3 separate regions of the Mus musculus genome follow, and regions 1 and 3 are each linked to region 2. The links are chromatin contacts, called in public Hi-C and promoter capture Hi-C maps. All regions are on one chromosome and are shown on one strand. Each heading gives the region's core, a stretch centred on a gene start, on an enhancer-like site or on the middle of the called end of the contact. The rest is flanking DNA. Distances are from core to core; before and after follow the strand shown.

The links. Promoter capture Hi-C pulls out the DNA fragments that hold promoters and counts their contacts. A called contact is a pair of places that touch in the nucleus more often than the background predicts.
Region 1: a Hi-C map of B cells shows a contact between it and region 2, with 8 read pairs. The contact joins the enhancer-like site here to the promoter of Bhlhe41 in region 2. A contact is called at or near these places in 1 of 484 Hi-C or Micro-C datasets (B cells) and 1 of 9 other capture datasets (embryonic stem cells).
Region 3: a contact with region 2 is called in a promoter capture Hi-C map of pre-B cells, with 3 times the contacts expected there. The contact joins the promoter of Bcat1 here to the promoter of Bhlhe41 in region 2. A contact is called at or near these places in 1 of 39 promoter capture datasets (pre-B cells) and 1 of 115 datasets of contacts at active chromatin or transcription factors (large pre-B cells).

Annotation. Positions count from the first base shown.
Region 1 is chr6:146,539,206-146,542,265 of GRCm38.p6, forward strand. No RefSeq gene overlaps it. Among named protein-coding and RNA genes, the nearest start is that of Ints13, 37 kb to the right of the region's middle. Within about 2 kb of position 1,331, at least 3 of the 459 cell types and tissues checked have an H3K27ac peak or open chromatin away from gene starts, as enhancers often do. A contact at or near this core is called in B cells, where this site is marked.
Region 2 is chr6:145,864,055-145,866,903 of GRCm38.p6, forward strand. It overlaps Bhlhe41 (basic helix-loop-helix family, member e41), which reads right to left and starts at 1,366. Exons shown (of 5, transcript NM_024469.2): 1 at 1,152-1,366; 2 at 943-1,006; 3 at 522-629; 4 at 77-188. The coding sequence starts at 1,213.
Region 3 is chr6:145,074,614-145,077,609 of GRCm38.p6, forward strand. It overlaps Bcat1 (branched chain aminotransferase 1, cytosolic), which reads right to left and starts at 1,544. Exons shown (of 11, transcript NM_007532.5): 1 at 1,276-1,544. The coding sequence starts at 1,281.

The sequences.
Region 1 (3,060 bases), core at 81-2,580, 680 kb after region 2:
GTAAGAGCACCCGACTGCTCTTCCAAAGGTCCGGAGTTCAAATCCCAGCAACCACATGGTGGCTCACAACCATCCGTAACGAGATCTGACGCCCTCTTCTGGTGTGTCTGAAGACAGCTACAGTGTACTTATATATAATAAATAAATAAATCTTTAAAAAAAAAAACGTCTTATCTCATCTGGCAGTGGTAGTGTAAACCTTTAATCCTAGCACTCAGCAGGCAGGGCAGGCCTGCCTCTTTTACAGAGGGAGTTCCAGGATAGCCAAGGCTACACAGAGAAAGCCTGTCTCAAAAAATAAACCAAGTTCTTATCTCCTTCAGCTAAACTGAATCTAAACTGTATAGTAGCTCAGGGTTAGACTGATTGCTTAGCATCCATGAGACAACCCTCAGCATGAAAGAAAGAGAAAGAAGAGAGAGGGAGAAAGAAAGAGATAGAGAAGAGGGAAGGAAGGAAGGAAGGAAGGAAGGGAGGGAGGGAGGGAGGGAGGGAGGGAGGGAGGGAGGGAGGGAGGGAGGAAGGAAGGAAGGAAGGAAGGAAGGAAGGAAGGAAGGAAGGAAGGAAGGAAGGAAAACTGCCACATTAATATCTAGCAGACATGTTCAATCCATGGCCCACTAACCACGTGTGCCCCGATAGCTATGAATGCCCAATACAAAACTGTAAATTTACTTAAAACATTATGAGCTGGGTAGTAGTGGTACTCACCTTTAATCCCAGCACTTAGGGAACAGATCTCTGTGGGTTTGAGGCCAGCCTGGTCTACAGAGAGAGATGGGGGAGAGGGAGAGAGAGGCAGAGAGAGAGAGAGGGACAGAGGGAGGGAAGGAGGGAGAGAGAGGGGGGAGAGGGAGAAGGAGAGGGAGAGGGAGAGGGAGAGGGAGAGGGAGAGGGAGAGGGAGAGGGAGAGGGAGAGGGAGAGAGAGATCTGGCTGGAGAGATGGCTCAGTGATTAAAAGCACTTACTGCTCTTTCAGAGGACCTAGGTTCAATTCCCAGCATCCATATGGTATTTCTCAACCATCTGTAACACGTTTCAGGGAATCCAACACCCTCATACAGATGTACTATGATCATTAATCCCTCCCAATGATTCTCTTCTCTTCTCTCTTCCACTGACCCTCTCCTACTTCCATATGTGCATATATGCACAGGTATGCTCAATTGCATTTGTGTATGAGGATGCTGGAAGCTGGCTTTGGGTGTCATACTCTCATGTCCACATAATTTTTACATTTATTTTTTGAGACAGGCTCTCTCTATGTAGTCTTGGTTGTCCTTGAACTGCATGACTGAGCATGGCCACCACACCCAGGTCTCGTGTTATTTTTTGAGATATTTCTTACTGAGCCAAGAGTTTATTGGCATTTCAGCTGAATGAGCTGGCCAGTGAGTCCTTGAGGTCCTCCTGTCTCGGTCACTAGCATGGGGACTGCTCACTGCCACACCTGGCTTTTACATGGCTGCTGGGGCTCGTACCCAGGTTCTCATGATACTGCATCTTCCCAGTCTTTCTTCAGGTAACTTTTAAATACAGAGATAACTGTCATTTGCTGTTTTCTCTCAGTCTAAAATTCTGATGAAGAGGTCCTCTAGAAAGCTACCTTTAACTTATGAAACAATCTCAATGTAGTCATGAAACTACAGAGCCAGCCAATTGCCCCAAACAGCAGCCCACAATTTATAAAGTACTTCCACATATATTACTGCAGGGGCCTTTTTTTCTTTCTGTATTTCTCTATTTAGTGTCTCTTTCATAAGAATGTGTGTTCTGCTTACTGTGTTTCTGGTCCAGGAGTTAGTATGAAGAAGCCTCTGACAGAGTGGACAGTTAATACATCAGTAAGATACACAAGAATACAAAATAGGAGGTGTAACACAGTACCATTAACATGCTCTGGAGGCCTAATTCACAGTTTTAACACTATCTGAGAAGAAGGTAGTGTTGGCAAAAGCTGAGTTAACTTTATATATATGTTTATTTATTTAAAGTCAGGGTTTCACCATGCAGCCCAGGCTGGATTCACACTACTCATCTCCTGCCTCAGATTCTCCAGTGCTGGGATTACAAATGTGTGTCACCAAGCCCAGCATACTGAATGTTTAAGTTGAAGATGTCAGGTTCCTAGAAGCATAAAACACTGAGGGCCCTAAGGTGTGTTGGGAAGCTACTGCAGCCTCCTCCTGCTGATCCACAAGGACGGTTGGGAAGTGACATGAAAACAAGGCTGGAGATGTGAGCAGATCCCATGGTCTAAAAATCCTCAAAGTCTTTTTCATAATGACTATATCTGAAAACCTTGCAAGTGAAATCCCCACACTCAGGAGGGAAAGTTAGGAAGACAAGAATTTGAGGTCAGCCTGTGCTACAAAGTGAGACCCTGTCTTGAAAGGGAAAAAAAAAATGGAATGGCAGTCCTGGGAGAATGCATAAAAACTGAGTATTTTTTTTTTTTACTTCCCTACTTCCCTTGACTAGGAAAACCTTGGGCAGTTGTTATTTTTCATGTGACTTGGGGCTTGGCATTAGAGCACAGCTCCATAGTAACTAAGGGTCTGTGGGAGCCATCATACTAGCAGCTCCTGGGGACTCAGCCATGACTGGGGACAATACTGAAGGCAGTGCAGGTGGTGACAGAGGGCCAATGAGCAGCACTTGCATGTGAGTGAACTCATGTTGGGCTGGGTGGGAGATATAGAACAGGGAAGGCCAAGCAAAGGCAAGGGCAGAAGGAAGGGAGGATTCTACAGCGATGTGAGGGATGGATGGAGGCATGAAGAGAAAGACAGGAAAGAGCATGAGAGAAGAGCAGAAGGGAAGGCAGAGGGGAGAGAAAGGGACAGAAAAACTTGCTGAAAGACCACATGACAAGGAATTCACAAAGTATGTTATATCGATTAATATTGAAAAGATCACTGCAAGGTCAGTCCATTCCCTTTTTACTTGAAGAAACTGAGGCTCAGATCAATTAATGTACAATCTAACCAGTCTAGCAGATTGGTTTTATGTCTCTTACTCCAAAGTCTGACACTTTGTGTAGCATAGTGTCCTACCTT
Region 2 (2,849 bases), core at 116-2,615:
GGGGAGTCCTAGCGTTGCGCCCCCAGCGTTACCCCCTTTTGTATCAGGGCAGGCTGGCTTCCTCAGACCCACTTACCATTCTGTAAAGCAATTATCTTCTGATGCTGCTGCTCAGTTAAGGCTGTTAGCGCTTTCAAGTGCTTTAAAGTTAATTCCAAGACTACTGCTTTCTCCAAATGCCCCAGTGTCTGCAGTGGTGCGACAAAGGGGGACAGGGGTTACTTTAAAACACGCATTTTTATTTCCACGCAGCCCAGCAACTTAAGACAGGCACACACACACACACACACACACACACACACCACTGGGAAGGAAGCGCTGCTCAGCTCCCCACAGTCAGGTCGTCAATGATCTCTGCCATTAGCCCGGAGCCCCTGTTCTGAGTCTCTGGGAAACTCTTAGTTACAGCACAAGTTAGAAGGCAGGCCTCTTAATATTTACATTTATTATCCTATCTCTGGGAATTTTATCAGGTAAATACACCCCGGAGTCCATCAGGAGAATGAAAATGTGCATCTTACTGTCAATTTCAGATGTTCGGGCAGTAAATCTTTCAGCTGAGCAATGCATTCATTAATTCGGTCTCGTCTCTTCTTTTCTATTAATCTGTGCGGTAACTTGTAGGTATCCTTCATACACGAGCCAGAGAAAAGATACAGCAGTGAGCTAAACATTCATTCACTTACTGGATAGAACCCTCCCACCCCAACCCCCAAACACACTATGTAATGAACTAATGCCCAGAACTCTCTCCTCTAGACTTCTAAAATGCAATTTAAATTCAGGTGCGGTGTTGAATATCCCCCGGAGTATCCAGCAAGCCACTTAAAATTCACAGTTAGGAAAGCTCAGGGCTGGAATATATTTGCGGGCAGAGTTTCCTTGCGAAATCAATGGCCCTAATTAACTATCCAGGCAGGTTATGGGAAACTTAAGACTTACCTTGGTATCGTCTCGCTTCAAGCTCCTTTTGGGTTTACACATATACAAAGAGGAATAGTCCAGTCTGCAAAAACAGAAATCAGCATCAGGCCCCCATTCCGGGAGGGGCTCTGCCCTCACCCGCTCCATATCACTTTGTGCAGGGGATTAAAAAAAAAAAAGCCAAACCGACGCCTAGACAGATATTCGCAACGGTGCGTACACCTTACCCTATAAAATCCCTATGTTCCAGTAACTGTCTCTCTTGCAAATGAGGGATTCCTTCGTCCATGTTCAATGGCTGTCCGTTTCGATTTGGAGGTTTCTGTCCTGTAATCTGTGGGACGGTCGCCTGGAGAGATTTTGGGGGGATGTGTGCGTCTCCAGGCTGTCTCGCTCTCCCTCTTCAGTGCAGTATTGAAAGTGTGAAGCAGTTGGCCGCCCCTCCGCCCCGTGCTCGCTCGCTCGCCCTCTCGCACACCCGCGCGCGCACACCCGCGCGCACACACGCACTGCGCTGGTAGTTTGCTCTCACTCCGGGCAGTGTTTGGCCACAGGGCACGCGCGTCGCCGGCCAGACCAGCACCCAGCTCACGTGCGGAACGTACCATCCGCGGTCCAGCCCGGAGGGGGGCGGGGAGGAGGGGCCGGGAGGGGGCGGGGACACCTGATTGGGGCCACCTGGAAGGAGCGGCCACCCGGCGAGCCGTTCGTCTTCCCCGAGGCGCTGCAGGGCGCGGGGGCGGGGCGGGACGAGGGGCTCCCCCGGCTCGTCCAGCATCTCGGTGCAGAACCGAGGACGTGGCCTTTGGCTTTCCCACCAATTGCTGTTGGTTTGGGCCAGAGAAAGAACGCGAATTCGTGGTGGCTAAACTTGAGCGGGGAAGGAAAATTCGGAGATTTTGCTCATTGTTTACTGGCCAGGGGTGAAAGAAGGGTCGGGTAGAAAGACACCCTTTAGGTCAGGCTGGAGACCTACCCTGAAAAGGGGGTGACTTGCAATTTGCTTCCCGGATTTAAGATCAGTGAAAATGTAGACACTGATTCAGAATGTCGCATACCAAGTGGTTCTGGCAACAGTGTCCCCGGGCCACCTAAACTTCCCGCAGCAGCCGGAATTGCGGTGACACTAATCACACAGAGGCAGATGACGTTTGGGGCCTCGGGTGCTCCCGGGGGAGAGCAGGGAGGGGGAAGGGTGGCACAGGGCAGGAGGCACGCAAGGACTGTTGCGGGAAAGCCACGCAGTCCGGGTCCTGCCCGCCCCAGCCTGCGAGACACTGTGCTGCCTCCCGTCTCCCTCGTGCGATAAGCCACGCCGAGAGTGTGGCGAGCCCACGTTTACTACTGGCACCTCCGCGGCCTCCCTCCTTAATCCTGTCTCCAGCGGGTACCAGCACAGGGCCGGCAACGTGATGCGACCTGCGGCGGCTGCCACATCAGCGCGCAGGGATGCCGTGCGCGCGCCCCGTGTCCTCGGGAGCTCGGTCCACACAGCTGGGGACAGCCGTCCCCAGGTGCTCAGTGTCCCCACAACTCAAGCTAAATAAGAATCTGAATTCCATCCCCGTGGGCAGGGAGACCCCAGGTTGCTCCTACACTAATTTCTCAGAATTGACAATCACGTTCACTCTCGGACATTCGCTATCGCCAGCGGCACGAGAACCGAGAAGGAACCTGGGCCCCAAATGCACGCGCACTGGAGCGCAGCAGGGCCAGGGCAGCGGCGCTTGGGTTCCGGGGACGGATCTGGGTCGCGGGCCAGGGCGGCTGGAGCGGGTCACGTGCCGGGAGCCTCCTCCCCGCCTAGCCGCGCGGCGCTGGAGCCCAAGTCCTGGGCGGAGCTGCCGGGATGAGTTCCTTTCCAGCACCCTCCCTGGTTCCTCGAGTAGGACGACAGGGCTTGTTTTGCAGCAGGCGATTAATTA
Region 3 (2,996 bases), core at 294-2,793, 790 kb before region 2:
CACACCACTCACCCCTGCACCACTCTCTCCCAACAAGGCAGTAAGTAGCCATCTTGGCTTAGCCCCCTTCATTAGTTATACAGATTTGAGCCTTGCCAAGGGGACCACAGCTGGGGAATTTAAACCCCTTGCTCAGCTGGCTTGTGGCTTCCAGCTTTTCCCTATACACAGACTGCCCATCTATGGAGTCTAGGAACTTATATTTTAAGGTAGATATATACAGAATGAACAAATGATTAAGAGAGATAGTGAATACATTAAATGCATGTGGATAAAATTATAAAGGCATATGATTTAGTGAGATAAGGTAAAGAATGTAAAGAAAAGGAGAGAAGAGAGGGGAGGCAAGGAGAGGAGAGAGAGATGAGAAGAGAAAACGAGAAAATTAGAAAACGAGAAAATGAGAAAACGAGAAAAAGGAAAAGAGAAAAAGAGAGAGAAAAAGAGAAAGGGTATCTATCTATCTATCTATCTGTCAGGGCTAGGAGCGAGGGCGGCACAGTGGGGATGGAGACGTGACGTGTGGATTCCCTCCAGCTAGGCTTGAGCAGTCTGAGTGTCTAACTTCCTCCGCCTCCTCAGAAACTGAAACGTGGCTCCGCTCTGTAGCTCCCCGAAACCCACGTTTTATTACTCGAATATTCCTTGCGGGAGACTAGGTGACTGCACAGCCGACAGAGCATCATTTCCCTTCGGAAAGGAAACTTTTCAGATCTGGCAGTTTTTCAGACAGCCAGAGCTCTGGCTCTGGAAAATATCTTAAAACGCCTCAGGCTGGCCTCTGGGCTAGCTATCTCAGATGATAATTAGAGTTCACCGCCTGCACTCTCTGGTCCTGAAGCTCGAGTGGTCCGTAACTCGGAAGCTTCCACTTGGAACCTGGACCTTAAAAGACAAGCGATCTGCTTTCGGCAGATAAGAGGGTCCTCCTCCCCCTTCTATTACAACTACCCAGAAGAGCGTCCGAGCATCCTCGCCAAACCCTATCTCTGGGCAGCTCAAACGCAACGATACGGTCCTTCTTCCCGCCTAGGGAGCATGTAGGAGAGGCGCTGTGGCATCCTCTAAATCTGGGTACCGCATTTACAGAACCAGGACAAGAACCGGAGCGGGAGCATCTGCGGGTGGATACGAGGCCAGATCCCCACGCTTAGTAGCCCAGGACGGGGGACAAAGCAAGTTGGTCCTTCCATCCTCCTCTCTCCACCCAGTGTCCGAGATATTCCGGGTGGGTGAGTAGCTGCATTCCAGCATGAACTTCAGCAATACGCTTACCTTCATTTCTCGTGGCTTGGGTCGTGGCTCCGGCTCCTGGGTGCAAATGTGAGTCTCCTCTGGAGGAGGCGGCTGTGCAGTGACACGTGGCGCTCAGGGTCGGTCGGCAAGCGCGGAAGATGGAGAGCTGGGCGCGCTCCGCTGCGGATTGCATCAGCAGCGACTGGCTCAGCCGCGAGCTACAGTCCGACCTCTGGCTCACTCCAGGGTGGAGACACTGATCCCCTCCAGTGATTTGTATCGCAGGAGGGGAGGTAGCAGAGGAGGACAAATCTGAAAGCGTCTTTGATTCATTTGCTACCTCCCCAGTCCCTCCCCCAATCATACGCTGTACTAGGATCTAGTCTCAGAACTGGGAAGTTTTAAGGTATATTTTGGATAATAAAGAAGAGTTTGGGTTTTTCCGTCTCGCTCTCACGCTCCACACCCCACAGACAACTCTCAAATACAACCACTCTTACCAACTCCTTTTCTCTCTAATTTTTATAACATTTAAATAAATATAATAGATTTTGAATAGGAGCGGGTGGCTAGATGGACAGGGACAGTGGTGGATAAGGGCCAACTGGCAGGAGCCGGTTCTCTCCTTCCACCATCTGAGCCCTGGATGGAACTCTCACTCTCAGTCTGTGGTCTACGCTCTGTAGTCGTCTCTTAGTTTGCATCCTTTGATGTGCACATACAGAAGTAATTTAATGTGAAATGGTCCTCACCACCTGATAACTTCCTTCCTGCGTCCACACAAGCCTCAGGCAAGGCTCCCACCGATGGGATTTCAGTTGAGGAGAGGATCTCTCTGAAAATCTGAAAACTTTCTTTTTAGTAAATCTAAGCAGAAGGCTTTGCTGTGAAATTTTCATTCTTAACTCCCTAGGAGAGAATAGGCTTTTCCCCGACCATGTTTTGCCTGTATCCTTTGTTTGTTTGTTTGTTTGTTTTAGATTTATTTATTATATGTAAGTACACTGTAGCTGTCCTCAGATATTCCAGAAGAGTGCATCAGATTTTGTTACGAATGGTTGTGAGGCACCATGTGGTTGCTGGGATTTGAACTCGGGACCTTCGGAAGAGCAGTCAGCACTCTTAACCACTGAGCCATTTCGCCAGCCCTATTTATTTTTTTAAAAATGTTTTCTTTCTTCTCATTTTTCTTTTCTGACTTATTTATGTGTGAGTTCACCATCACTGTCTTCAGATGCACCAGAAGAGGACATCAGATCCCATCATAGATGGTTGTGAGCCACCGTGTGGTTGCTGGGAATTGAACTCAGGACCTCTGAGAGAGCAGTCAGTGCTCTTAACTGCTGAGCCATCTCTGCAGCCCTTGTTTTTCTTTTCTGCTGCTTGGAATGAAACTGCCCAGGTGAACAATGAATAGCTGAATTATCCTGACAAATGTACTGAGTTATCTTTGCACCCAGCACAACAGCAACAACTTCTTCCCTTCAGAAGACTGTAGTCCAGATCGGTTTTAACTCAAGCAGCGCTGTGGGCTTTAAGTGGTGAGTGTAGACATCCTGGGTTATTGTTCATACGATGGAGCACTGATCCACAGTAAGAGGAAATGAAGCAAGGCGTTGAGCTGCCTGCCTGTAGTCCCAGCAACTCGAGTCTGAAGCAACACACACACACACAACACATGTGCACCACACACATACCACACACACACACACAACACATGTTCACCACACACATACCACATACACACACCCCCCACACAC